Linked DNA regions of Sus scrofa: regions 2 and 3 are each linked to region 1. A link is a contact called in public Hi-C and promoter capture Hi-C data. All regions are on one chromosome and are shown on one strand. The core of a region is the stretch at or near the end of the contact, and the rest is flanking DNA. Distances in the headings are between cores, read along the strand shown.

Evidence for each region. Promoter capture Hi-C pulls out the DNA fragments that hold promoters and counts their contacts. Hi-C and Micro-C count contacts between places; a contact is called where the count stands out from the background.
Region 2: a promoter capture Hi-C map of liver shows a contact between it and region 1, with 3 times the contacts expected there. The contact joins the promoter of LENG8 here to the promoter of PPP1R12C in region 1. A contact is called at or near these places in 1 of 5 promoter capture datasets (liver), 1 of 47 Hi-C or Micro-C datasets (heart right ventricle) and 1 of 2 datasets of contacts at active chromatin or transcription factors (alveolar macrophages).
Region 3: a contact with region 1 is called in a Hi-C map of heart right ventricle, with 2.2 times the contacts expected there. The contact joins the promoter of ZNF784 here to the promoter of PPP1R12C in region 1. A contact is called at or near these places in 3 of 47 Hi-C or Micro-C datasets (embryonic fibroblasts, heart right ventricle and liver) and 1 of 2 datasets of contacts at active chromatin or transcription factors (alveolar macrophages).

The regions. Positions count from the first base shown.
Region 1 is chr6:59,344,799-59,348,810 of Sscrofa11.1, forward strand. It overlaps PPP1R12C (protein phosphatase 1 regulatory subunit 12C), which reads right to left and starts at 2,379. Exons shown (of 20, transcript XR_002344812.1): 1 at 1,946-2,379.
Region 2 is chr6:58,868,892-58,872,903 of Sscrofa11.1, forward strand. It overlaps LENG8 (leukocyte receptor cluster member 8), which reads right to left and starts at 2,247. Exons shown (of 16, transcript XM_021094969.1): 1 at 1,902-2,247; 2 at 199-291. The coding sequence starts at 236. It overlaps TTYH1 (protein tweety homolog 1), which reads right to left. Exons shown (of 13, transcript XM_021094971.1): 13 at 1,901-4,012.
Region 3 is chr6:59,739,546-59,743,557 of Sscrofa11.1, forward strand. It overlaps ZNF784 (zinc finger protein 784), which reads right to left and starts at 1,820. Exons shown (of 2, transcript XM_003356071.4): 1 at 1,707-1,820; 2 at 1-331. The coding sequence starts at 1,784. ZNF581 (zinc finger protein 581) reads left to right here and starts at 1,867. Exons shown (of 5, transcript XM_021095062.1): 1 at 1,867-1,950; 2 at 3,068-3,141.

The DNA.
Region 1 (4,012 bases), core at 1,129-3,628:
CAGTAGGTTAAGGACCCGGCATTGCCATGAGTTGTGGTGTAAGTCGCAGACTCAGCTCAGATCTGGCATTGCTGTGGCTGTGGTGTAGGCCGACAGCAACAGCTCTGATTAGACCCCTAGCCTGGGAACCTCCATATGCCGCAGGTGTGGCCCTAAAAAGACAAAAAACTGAAAAAAAGAACTAAGGACTAGAGAGTTCCTGTTGTGGCTCAGCCGATTAAGACCCCAGCATAGTGTGCATGAGGTTGCAGGTTCAATCCCTGGCCTCATTCAGTGGGTTAAGGATCCAGCGTTGCTGTGACCTGTGGCGTAAGCCGCAGATGCAGCTCGGATCCTGAGTGCTGTGGCTGTGGTGTAGGCTGGCAGTTGCAGGTATGATCTGACCCCTAGGCTGGGAACCTCCATATACCACGGATGCTGCCATAAAAAGAAAAGAAAAGAAAAGAAATAAAAAAAAAAAAAAAAAAGAGCTCGGGACTCTTCTATTTCCCTGAACTGCTCCTCTTCTGGGTACCTGCTCCTCTTCTGCTCCTCTTCTGGCTAAGGGGGCCTCTTCAGGCATCCTCCCCATTCCCGTGCCCCTACCCACGCTTCCTTCACAGGGTCCTCTCTGGGCCCCAAAGTAACCGAACCTGACGGGCTCTGGCAGGGAAGAGAGGCCTGGGGACTGGCCTGAGCTGGGAAGACTGGGAGGGAGACAGCCTCGGGGACAGAGGGAGGAGTAGAGGCTCTTCTGTGGCCTGTCCCCAAAGACCCACTGCAGCCAGGCAGGGGATGCGATAAAAGCCCTCAGAACCAGAGGGAATCCTGGTTCTGGGACATATAGTGACTCTGGCTCTGGAACACAAGACCAATGGAGGCAGAAAGCAAGGTGTTTTGGAAAGGTTTGGGGGCCCAGGTTGTGGAGAGAGAGGACCTAGCAGGGCTCTAGGTCCCCTGGGAAGGGGAAGTGACCGGGCCTAGGAGAACTGGCGGTGCACTCTGAAGGAGGGAGAAGCTGCCCAAAGCCACAGGAGGGCATCCAGGCAGAGAGAGCAAGATGACCCGAGGACAGACAGGTGGCCCAGAACCAGAAAGAGGAGGGTGCTCTGAGTGTGCCCAGAAAAAAGGGTAACGCTGCAGGCCCACACAAAGCAAGAGGACAGAGTGAAAGAGAAGTGTGTGGAGAAAGAGAAACATCCCCAAGAGAGAGCCTACAGTGCAAGGCCAGAGGTGGCACAGAGGGAGAATGAGGAGGGCACGCAGGTGAAGGGGGCAGGAGAGAGAGCAGGAGGTGAGCCAGGCGAGGGAAGCATCCACTTGAGGAGCAGAGCGCCTTGAGGGCGATGGCTCAGGAAAGAGCACCCTTACATGGCAACAGATGGCAGAGACCAAGGATGAAGAGCAGAAACCTGAAGGAAAGGGCATGGAAGGCTCGGGGGCTGGCCGAAGAAACGGCCCAGGCCAGAGAGCGGGAAAAGAAGCAGCACAGGCCCAGAAGAGAGGAGGAGGACGCTCAGGGAAAGTGGTACCTGCCTGGACTAGGGGAAACAGTGGGTACCGGTGAAGCTGGGAGAAGTGGCGGACTCGAGAAAGTGGGGCAGCATTCGATGGCAGAGTAGAGGTGGCACGGGCCAGGCTGGTTAAGAGCGCTCAAGGTGGGGAAAGAGCAGGGCGAAAGAGACAAGACGAGGATGGACTGGCCTGAGGCCCTCAGCAGTGGCTCGAGTCCGGAGAGAGGGCAGCGCAGGATGGCAAAAACCAGGCCAGTTCAAGTGGCTCAGGACTGGAAGAGGGGAGCTCCAGGTGGGTGGGATGGGAAAAGGACTCAGCACGGGATGATAAAGGACCGGGGCAGCATCGACGGTGCAGACCACGACTGGCAAGGGTGACTCTGGACTGGGAGGGAGGGTGCTCGAGGCAGCGCAGACCCAGGGCGGATCGGAGCCCGGGCGGGGGCGCTGACCTGGTGCAGGGCGCTGATGCCGTCGGCGTTGGTGGAGTCGAGCACGGCGCGGGCTGGCGGCGGGGCGGAGGGGTCCAGCTCGGCGTCAGGGTCGGGGTCGGCCGCGCGCAGCATCAAGCGCGCCTCGTCCAGGTCGCCACCCGCGCAGGCCGCCAGAAACTCGGCGGCGCGCTCGAAGCGCACGGTACGGGCGCGCCGTTCCCCGGGGCCCGGCTCGGCGCCTGCCCGCGCCCCCCACTGCCGCAACTGCTCCCGCCGCCGCTCACGGGCTGCCGCCGCCGCCGCCCCCGGGCCCGCCCCTGGGCCATCCTCGCCCGACATCGCGCCGCCCGCTCGCCCGCCAGGTAAGAAGCGAGCGAGCGAGCGAGCGAGCGACCAGCTCCGAGGCGTCGCCGACGCCCGCCCTCCTCCGGGCCGCCGGGAATTGCGTCCCGCCCCGCGCCGCCAGAGGATCTACCGGTCCCCGCCCGGCACGTGACGTCACCACGCCGACTCGGGGCCCGCTGGGAAATGGAGTCCACAGGCTGGAGAGGCAACCGGCAACCGCCTGAGGGCGGACCGCGGGGAACTCTGGGAAGTGGAGTCCATAAACGGAAATGGATCTCTGCAATAGTCCCGCCCCGAGGCACACTGGGAAATTCGCAGCTCCGCGGTGTCAAAAGGAAATCTGATTGGCGTGCTGGGAAGTGGAGTCTACAGGCGGGAGGTCGGCCCCAGGGCATGCAGGAAATGCCGTTCGCAGCATCCAGGTGACGAAGGGCTGGCCCCCGGGGACCTACTAGGAAATGGACTCGACAACCCGAAAAGTACAGAAGTTTTCCGTTTTCCCCTTTTTCATGTCATGTACTTTATTTACTTTGGGTTTGTCGCGCCCTTCAACAAGAAATAAGCCCCAGGAAGACCGGGATTTTTGTGTTGTGTGCTTTCCTTGTTCCCAGTACCTAGTAGAACGCGATCGGAAATAGTTTTTTGAATGAATGAATGAATGAGAGAACGGATTCTCTAGGTCGTGGGAAACACCAGGATACTATGGGAAATTGAGTCCGCAACCCTTGGATCATCAAGAAAATTGCAAGCCTTCCTGGGTGACCGCCCAGGGCATGCTGGGAAATTATGTATGCGGTACAAAGGTCATGACAATGGGCCGCTGGTCGCGCTGGGAAATGTAGTCCTAGGCAGAGCCCCCAAACACCCCAAGAAATAAGATTCGAGGGCAAGATAAGTCCAGAGTCCCCGAGTAACCCCTGGATCACATCGGGAAGGGAACCTGCGAGGTAGGATCCACAAATGAAAATGCCCGCAGAGCCTTAAACTGGCCCTCTCTGCCATTGCAATCACCCTGAGGCGTGGAGCACGCTGGGAAGTGTAGGCCGGGCTCTATATCCTCGCAAGCAATGCTGGGATTTGTAGTCCAGATGAGGCGTTCTAGTTGATGTGGCGGGCTAGTACGTAGCACCATAAAGCAAGAAATGAACCTTAGCTTGCGTGTTCGATTCCAGGCCTTGCTCAGTGGATTGAGGATCCGGCGTTGCCGTGAGCTGTGGTGCAGGTCGCAGACGCAGCTCGGACCCTGAGTTGTTATGGCTGTGGGGTAGGCCAGCAGCTCCCATTCAACCCCTAGCCTGGGAACTTACATATGCTGAAGGTGGGGACCTAAAGAGCAAAAGGAAAAGAAAAAAGAAAAAAGAAAACTATCCCCGTCTTAAGTACCTTGCACCTGAATCCTCATTGGGAAAGAGGTACGCACTTTGAGACCCGAACAAAGACCCCTAAAAATCGCAAAGAAAAGTGCTGAAATGCAGACACAGGCGAGATTCTTTTTCTTCCAAGGAATGTCAGAGCAGCCTACATACAGGCTCTGAGGTCCTTGGGGGTGGGTTGGGGGGACTGTGCAAAGAAATAAACTGCAAATCCATCCCATGAGATCTGGAGACCGTGGGGATGGGCACGAAGGGGATCCAGTCCTGGGAGCTCTTGGGATGTTGAGTCCCACTCAACCTACACACCCAGGGAGATTAATCATCCATCTGTGGTTATGTATATTTCTGTGCCTGCGCGAAACGGTGA
Region 2 (4,012 bases), core at 997-3,496, 480 kb before region 1:
GACTCAGGCGTAAGTACTGGAGACTGCCCCTTAATCACAGTTCACTTAATGAATCATCACAATTTCATAAAACGAGGACTGCACTGTGACAAACAAAAGCCCAGAAAAGTCCCCCCCCCACTCCTCCCCCATCCAGGACCCCCTGGGTCTTGCTCCCTCCTGCCCTCCCCTCCAGCCTGTCCCTTGAGCCCCACTAACCAATCTGTGCTACGCTGGTCACCCACGTTGGCCGCCATCTGGACCCTGGGGTGTAAGGGGTGGACTTCGGGAGCCAGACTGCTTTTTCACTGTCTGCAAGAAAGAGAATGAAAGACGACGACTCAAGAAAGAGCAAGAAACATGTCACCAAGTACGAAAGAGAAGGAGATGGGCTCACAAGAAGCCAGGGAAAAAAGGAGAGTCTGAGAAAGAAAGAGCTGCTGGAGTAAAACAATCTGGAAAGAATTCTGGGTGTGGAATAAAAGGTACAGCACCAGGGAAAACCCTGGACTCCCTGCAGTGCTCTGGGTGGAACACGAAGGATCTGAAAACAGGGAAGCCTAAAGGAATTTCCCAAAGAGAAAGAGAAGGATCTGAAGCCCAAATGAAAAGGGGAAAAGGTTCAAGGGAAATCCTGAGACGGTGTAGGGGGTGGGGGACCCTCAGTCAAGAAGACAGCTTCAGAGAAGAAGCACACTAATGAGCAAAATCTAAGTGAACCTGAAAGCTGGGAGCCTTGGAAAGACTTCTGAGAAGTCTGTAAGGTGGGAAGCATTTGAGGGAGCCTTGAGAGGAGAAAACACAGGAGAACAGAGAAAGAAACCTGGGTGGGAAGGGAGATTTCTGGAAATTATTCCTAGAAGCAGGGAGAAGTTGAGGGTGCCAGAGAGGAACCCTGGAAGCAACACAATTAAGTTCTTAGAACGCTCTTAAGAGACTAATTTCCGGAAGTTCCACTAAAGACAGACACCCACATGTGAGGTTCCTAGAAGCAGGGCTAGGCCTGGGAGAGACGAGGCAAGCCCCTCCATTGGAGGTCTGGGGAGATCCGAAAATCAAGAGTGAGGAACTCAAGAGTGAGGATGGTGAGGACCGCAGGAAAGTGAAGGCAAGTTTTGGGAGCAAGGAATGGGGGGAGCCTAGATTCGAGGGAGTAAGTGGGAAGTACGCAAGAGCTCAAAAGCGAGTCCTGCTGGACAACCCGAAAGCCCTACAAGAAGTGGGGGGATAGAAACAGGTGTCTGGAGCTGGCCAAAGACCTAAAAAGGAAAAGCCTTAAAGAAAAGACAGAAGAGAGTTCACCGGGGGTGGGGGTGGGGGGGTTCGGAGGGAGGTCACGAGTGGGGATAGTGGGGGGAGGGCCGAAAAAGGAAGGAGATTGAAGGTACGGTCTGGGGAAGCCTGGTGGGACGTTCCCGGGCGAGTCTGAAGGGCGAAGAATGGAACAAGTCGCGAGGGACACCTAGCCGTCCCCTAGACCCAGGGAAGGCACAGGAGGGCGCCGGGGGGAGGAAAAAGCCCGCCCGGACCCTCGCCGCCCGACCCGGAGCCACCGCCCCGGCCACGTCGCGCGTGCGCACCACGTCCCTGGGGGGTAGGAAGACGGCGCAAGGGCCGCCCATCACCCGGGGCAACGTCGACCTCCCAGTGGAACCTCCGAGTCAAAGACGGCTGAAGAGGGCCGCCGCAGCCCTGGAATTCCAAGGGGTGAGCGGAATCCGACGGCGCAGGCGCGAGAGTTCGAAGCCGCGCTCTTCACCCCTCGTGCGCAGGCGCAATGCCCCGTGCCCGGCCACACCCGGCCGTCGCTCGCGGTCGGCGTCCGTTGGTGCGACGGCCGCCAAGGCCTCGGGTCCGCGCGTACGGCCAAAAGGAAATGTCTCCACCCGCCCGCCCACCCCGCCGCCGCTCTCAACACCCACCTCGGCCGTACACCCCCGGGGCTCGCCAGCAGTGGCTCTAAACGACGGCAGCACGGCTGCGGACGACGGAACTTCTCGCGACCCGGCTGGCTCTTTTCTTCCTTGGGCTTTGACGTCCCGACGGCGGCGTCTTGACGTCACGCTGAGGCCTCGCCACGCCTCCCTCCGCCCCGGGCAGCCAATAGACGCCGCGAGCTTGACTTAGGCCTGCCCTCCCGCCCACGCAATGACGCAATGGACACTTTAACACAAGCCGGAACACTAGGTGGGGACGGTGGCCCCGAGGGGACACAGGCAGCAGAGCGCGCTTCCCCTGCGCAGGTGCGCGCAACCTTGTTTTGGTCCGGTTGGTGGCAGCCATTATTATTTATAGGCATAAATTAGCGTCCTGAGAATTCTAAGACTCCCCACCGTGCGGTGATGCGGAGGCCTAAGGATGGACTCGAGGAAGGGGTGAGAAAAGCGTGCAGCCGGAAAGGGGAGCTTCCGTAGTAAATAGACTGGAAGAGCGCACCTGGCAGAGGGAACAGCGTGCGCAGAGGCAGGAAACGAGATTGCGGGGTGCAGGTGGCTGTGGCAGAAGTGTGCAAGGTCCTAGGAAGAGATAGGTCTGTGGAGGTAATCAAGTAACCGATCCGGAAAGGCCATTGATGTCCGGCTGAGGAATTGGGATCATCTCTGTAAATAGGCTTTTCTTTCAATCCTTGCATGTAACCTGTTGAGTATGCCAGCTCTTTCCACGACTCTGATAAAATTATCCAGTCCAGTTCAGGGACCTGTCACTGTAAGTGATACTTGAGAAGTTGCAATTTCCTTCCCATAGTCTATTGTAAACTTTTCTGTTGATAACCCCACGTCATTCTGTTACTTTCAGCAGAGGTAATCTTTTTTTAATTAAACATTTTGTTTTAGAGTAATTTTAGGTTTACAGAAATATTGCAAAGATATTTCAGAGTCCTACCAATCCTGTACCAAAGCCCCTAACACCATCGCCTCACATTACTGTAGTGTGTTTCTTAAAACTGAGGCACCAAAATTGGCACATTACTATTAACTGCAGACTTTATTTGAATTTCACCGCGGTAAGGTCTCCTTTATGTGCCACAGTACAATTGCGGGTACCCCACTGTGTTGAGCATTCTTTACTTTCAAAGGGATGGGTTTCTTGCAGATAGCATATAGTTAGAGCTTTTCTTTTTACCCCAGCATACAATCTCTCTGCCTTTTAAAAGAGCTGTTTATAACTGTGTTAATACTAATGAGGTTATAATTTAAATCTATCGTCTTGCTATTTAGACTTTATTGTATAGAGCACTTGTTAGGAGGCCCTCTGCCTCAGTTCCCCTCCCCCACCCTGTGGTCTGAAACTCAAGACAATGGGCTGTAGGGATTTCAGGGTCACCTTGTAACCCAGCTAGTGCCCTCTGGGGCTCCTAGGCACTAAAAGACTTTCTCTGCCCTCCACTTCTTGTTATTAGGGGATAAGCTTCAGCCTCCATGGTGTTTGCTGAGTTCCAAAGGGCAGTAGCTAATCAGGGAAGGGAGGGGATGCAGAGACCAGGGAGGAGCCGACCAGAGACCCTAGTGCAGCCTTGGAGCAGAGTCCTGGTTCCTCCTCATGGGATACACATAACAATAGCTTAGAGCCTTTCTGCAGAACTAAAACCCCCTACAAATGGAAGAACTGTTGAAGCATTCTTCATTCCTGGAAGAAGGAGGACCACCAGAACCAGTCCTGGGTCCACTAAACACCAATTTCGAGAAACAATGCACGCTTGCCTCTCCTCTGATCCTTATCTGCGGCCCTATTTTCCACTCCCCAAACTAGAAAACCACCTCCTAATCTCTCCCAAGGTGGGGACAGTCTTTAACACATGAGCCTGCTGTGCCCCCCTTTGCGTGGCAAAACCATAAAGCTATCTTTTTCTCCTTCACCCCAAACTCCGTCTCTGTGTTCCTATTCCGCAGCGTCGGGCAGAGGCTGAGTTTCGGCAACAACCTCGATGTTTTCCATCTTAGGGATCACCCTTCCCCCTCCTTCCCTGCTGTCAAGCCTGGAGCACTATTTCACATATTTTGCCCGGCGTTTGGGTTGTTTCAGCAGGGCGAGC
Region 3 (4,012 bases), core at 570-3,069, 390 kb after region 1:
CCCGGGGGCAGAGCGGGCAGCGGTAGGGCCGCTCTCCCGTGTGCAGGCTGTAGTGGGCACGGAGGCTGGCGGGCCCTGGACAGCTGCGGCCACAGACGTGACACCGGCTCGGGTCCCCACCCTGCCCGCCGCCCTCAGCTCCCGCCAAGTGGCCATGTTCGTGGAACAGCAGCTCGGAGACCAGCCGGAAGACAGCTGGGCACAAGGCACAGTGGAGAGAACCTGGCTCTGGGGGCTCAGGTACCAGCGTGGTGTCGGTCACCTTCACCACCTGGATCTCGACGAGGTCGCTCGGGGGGGTGGCCGGGCGGCCATCATCAGGCACCAGGACCTGGGTGAGGGGGAGAAGAAACAGAGGAGCCTGTGGCCTCTGCCTCAAGGCCTCCCCACCTGATTATTAAAACACCTCCCTTTTGTAGCATGCTGGATCCCTCGATTTCTAGATTCAGCTCTCCGCTGCTTCCCCGGCCCGGGATTCTGTTACGTGCCTTTGAAGACTTCCCCTCCCGTCTGAAATGGTCCACAGATCCAGCCATCTCTCTCCTCCATCCCAGTGAAAAGCCAATTACCTCACTGCACCTTTTTTTTTTTTTTTTTTTTTTTTGAGGGGGCCTCCCTCGCAGCAGGCCTATGATCCTGGGCCAGGGATTGAACCCGTGCCACAGCAGCGACCCAAGGTGCCACAGCAGCGACCCAAGGTGCCACAGCAGCAACGCAAGCTGCCACAGCACCAACGTGGAATCCTCGGGCCACTGGGGAACTTCATAAGGCAAACATTCTTTGCCAAGTGTCCTGAACCTCTGACTGCCTCTGGTCCTCTGCCTGGCTCCCTCATAACCCATTTTCCCAAAGCAGCCTTAATGACCTTTTGAAAACGGGAACAGATGGAAGTCATTTTCCCATTCGCAACCCTCCCATGACACCCACTGCACTTAAAATCCAAAGCCTTAATTCATATCCATCACGATCTGCCTCCCGCTTATCTCTCTGGCCCCAGTGTAAATATAAGCCGGCACACAGCTGACTTCTCTCTCGACTAAATTTAGCTCCCCTCCGCGCCGCTCTATCAGCTCACTCTTTATCGAACATAACACAATAAGACTTCTTTATTGTCTCTCTCCTCTTCTGGGCTGCAAGCTCCAAGAGGATAGTTTATTTGCCGCCTTCACCTCTCCATCTGTCTAGCCCAAGTGGGAGCACAGTAAATGTCTGCTGAATGAAAGACTGTCCTCAGATACGCTCTCAGCCTGAGTGGGGTCCAAAGGCAGCTGGAGCAGGCACTTCTGCCCCCAAATCCTCTCTTGGGTAGCACTTAGACTCTTGCAGAATCATCCCCCTACCCCGAAGTGGGTGACCCAACCATAACCCCACACCCTTCTCTTCCAGGGTCACCTTCCCAACCTTCCACCCAGGTTCCGGAACCCTAAAATTCATGAGGTCCCGCCCTCTGAAGGCTCCGCCCCCTCATTAGACAAACTCAATCCCTCGGACTCCTCGCTCGGGTGGATCCCTCTCCAGTTCTGACTTGGCCCGCCCACCCTCCTCCTCCGGCCACGCCCCTCCAACCTCACACCGCCCCCACGAGAAGCCCCGCCCCCAGGGCCATAGCCCTAAATACCTCCCCCGCCCAGCTCTAAGCCCCACCCCCACCCCTGCGACCTCCTGCCGCCTAGAGCCCCCGCGCCGGGGCCCTTCCTCGCCCGCACCAGGTCCGGAGGTTCCGGGGATCGCGGCTCCGGGCCCGCTGAGCTCAGACTCGGCGACTCCGGGCGCGCGGCAGCCATCTTGTCCCCAGGCCCCGCCCCCAATGCCAGAGGTCAATCCGGAGGGGGTGGGGCCTAGGCTGGCGTCGGGGCCCCGCGCAGGCGGCCTGGAGGAGGGGCGGGGCTTCCCGGGAGCTGGCTCTCTCCATCCCCAGGGAGAAAGTGGTGAATTTCTTCCTAATTGCCTGTCAGTGCCCCCAAGAGACAGCCTGCGTGGGGCGCTGGGGTGGCTCTGAGCTAATTCTTTTGTGTACGTGTCTTTTTAGGGCGAACCCGCAGCGTATAGAGGTTCCCAGACTAGGAATCGAATCGCAACTGCACCTGCCGGCCTGCACCACAGCCACAGCAACGCTGGATCCTTAACCCCCTGAGCGGAACCACGGATCCCTCCTGATTTTGTCGGGTTCGTTTGTGCCAGGCCACGACGGGAACTCTCCTGTGAGCTAATTCTAATTTCTTTTTTTTTTTTTTTTTTTTGGTCTTTTTGCTATTTCTTGGGCCGCTCCCACGGCATATGGAGGTTCCCAGGCCAGGGGTCTAATCGGAGCTGTAGCCACAGGCCTACGCCAGAGCCACAGCAACGCGGGATCCGAGCCGCGTCTGCAACCTACACCACAGCTCACGGCAACGCCGGATCGTTAACCCACTGAGCAAGGGCAGGGACCGAACCTGCAACCTCATGGTTCCTAGTCGGATTCGCTAACCACTGCGCCACGACGGGAACTCCCTAATTTCTCTTTTTAATCTCCATGAGTAGGCTCTGGCGGTCACTTGACACCAGAATTGAACAACCTTTGTTGTGTTCACACTACACGTTTTTGTGGTCACCTACTCCCTGGTTCGAGATAACTCAGTGAGGCAAAGGTTACAAATGTAAGGACTTTTAAGTCCCTTTGCAAAAATATACTGAACCGACTGCCACACTAGTGGTACTGGGATTCATTAGCAAGTATCCACAGGTTGTGTGAAGTTTGGGAAATGCGCCTTTGAAGGCAAGAGCCCAAGGGCAGGGGTTTTCGGCAGTTACAAGGACAGGGCTGAGGGCTCAGCTGTCCAGTTACTCGTTCCTTGGCCCGGCTGTGTGACCTTGGAGAGGTCATCGCGCTACTTCTGACCATGCCTGCATTTATGCATACATCTGTAGAGGGTTGCGAAACCCACTAAAACAGAGAGATGCGAGATCGCTGGAACACTCTTAAATTGTTTTCCTGGAAGGGCAGGGTGGATGACTGAACGTGACGATCATGCGCAAATTCGGTTCTCCCTCTTTAGGGAACATGATAGGGTTGTATTTTCCTTTGCAGTTAGACGTGGCCACGTGGTTTTCTTTGCCCAGTGAAATGACAGTGGAAGCGGTAGGTGTCCACTTCAGCACAAGGTAAGAGTCTGCTGAAATGTTCACCGCTTTTTGTTCCTGCTTGGGAATCTGTTTCCATTAGACGAAATTCCAGGGTGTGTGACCAGAACCTGGTGCAAGTCTTCCTCGGATAGATAGCATTTAAAATACTCATTTGGGGAGTTCTCTTCGTGGCTCAGTGGTTAACAACCTGACTAGGATCCATGAGGATGCATGTCTGATCCCTGGCTTTGTGCAGTGGGTTAAGGATCCGGCGTTGCCGTGAGCTGTGGTGTAGGTTGCAGACGTGGCTCAGATCCCGCGTTGCTGTGGCTCTGGCGTAGGCCGGCAGCTACAGCTGCGATTCACCCCCTAGCCTGGGAACCTCCATATGCCGTGGGAGCAAAAAAAAAAAAAAAAAAACAAAAGAAAAGAAAAATTCAGAAGTATATAAATAGCTCCCTGTACTCCTTAATGAACTTAAACCATACAACTTTACAGATGCAATCTCAGCCATCTGTGTAACATCCCCTTCTCTTGCCTCCTTCCCCTTATGAGATTTTGCATTTCCTTTCTTACTTTCTTTCTTTTTTTTTTTTTGTCTTTTTTTGCTATTTCTTGGGCCGCTCCCGAGGCATATGGAGGTTCCTAGGCTAGGGGTTGAATCGGAGCTGCAGCCATCGGCCTACGCCAGAGCCACAGCAACGCTGGATCCGAGCCGCGTCTGCGACCTACAGCACAGACCACAGCAATGCCGGATCGTTAACCCACTGAGCAAGGGCAGGGACCGAACCCGAAACCTCATGGTTCCTAGTCGGATTTGTTAACCACTGCGCCACGACGGGAACTCCCGAGATTTTGCATTTTCTGTTTATCATTCCCACACATGTCTTCTTTGGTTTGCTCCGTACAT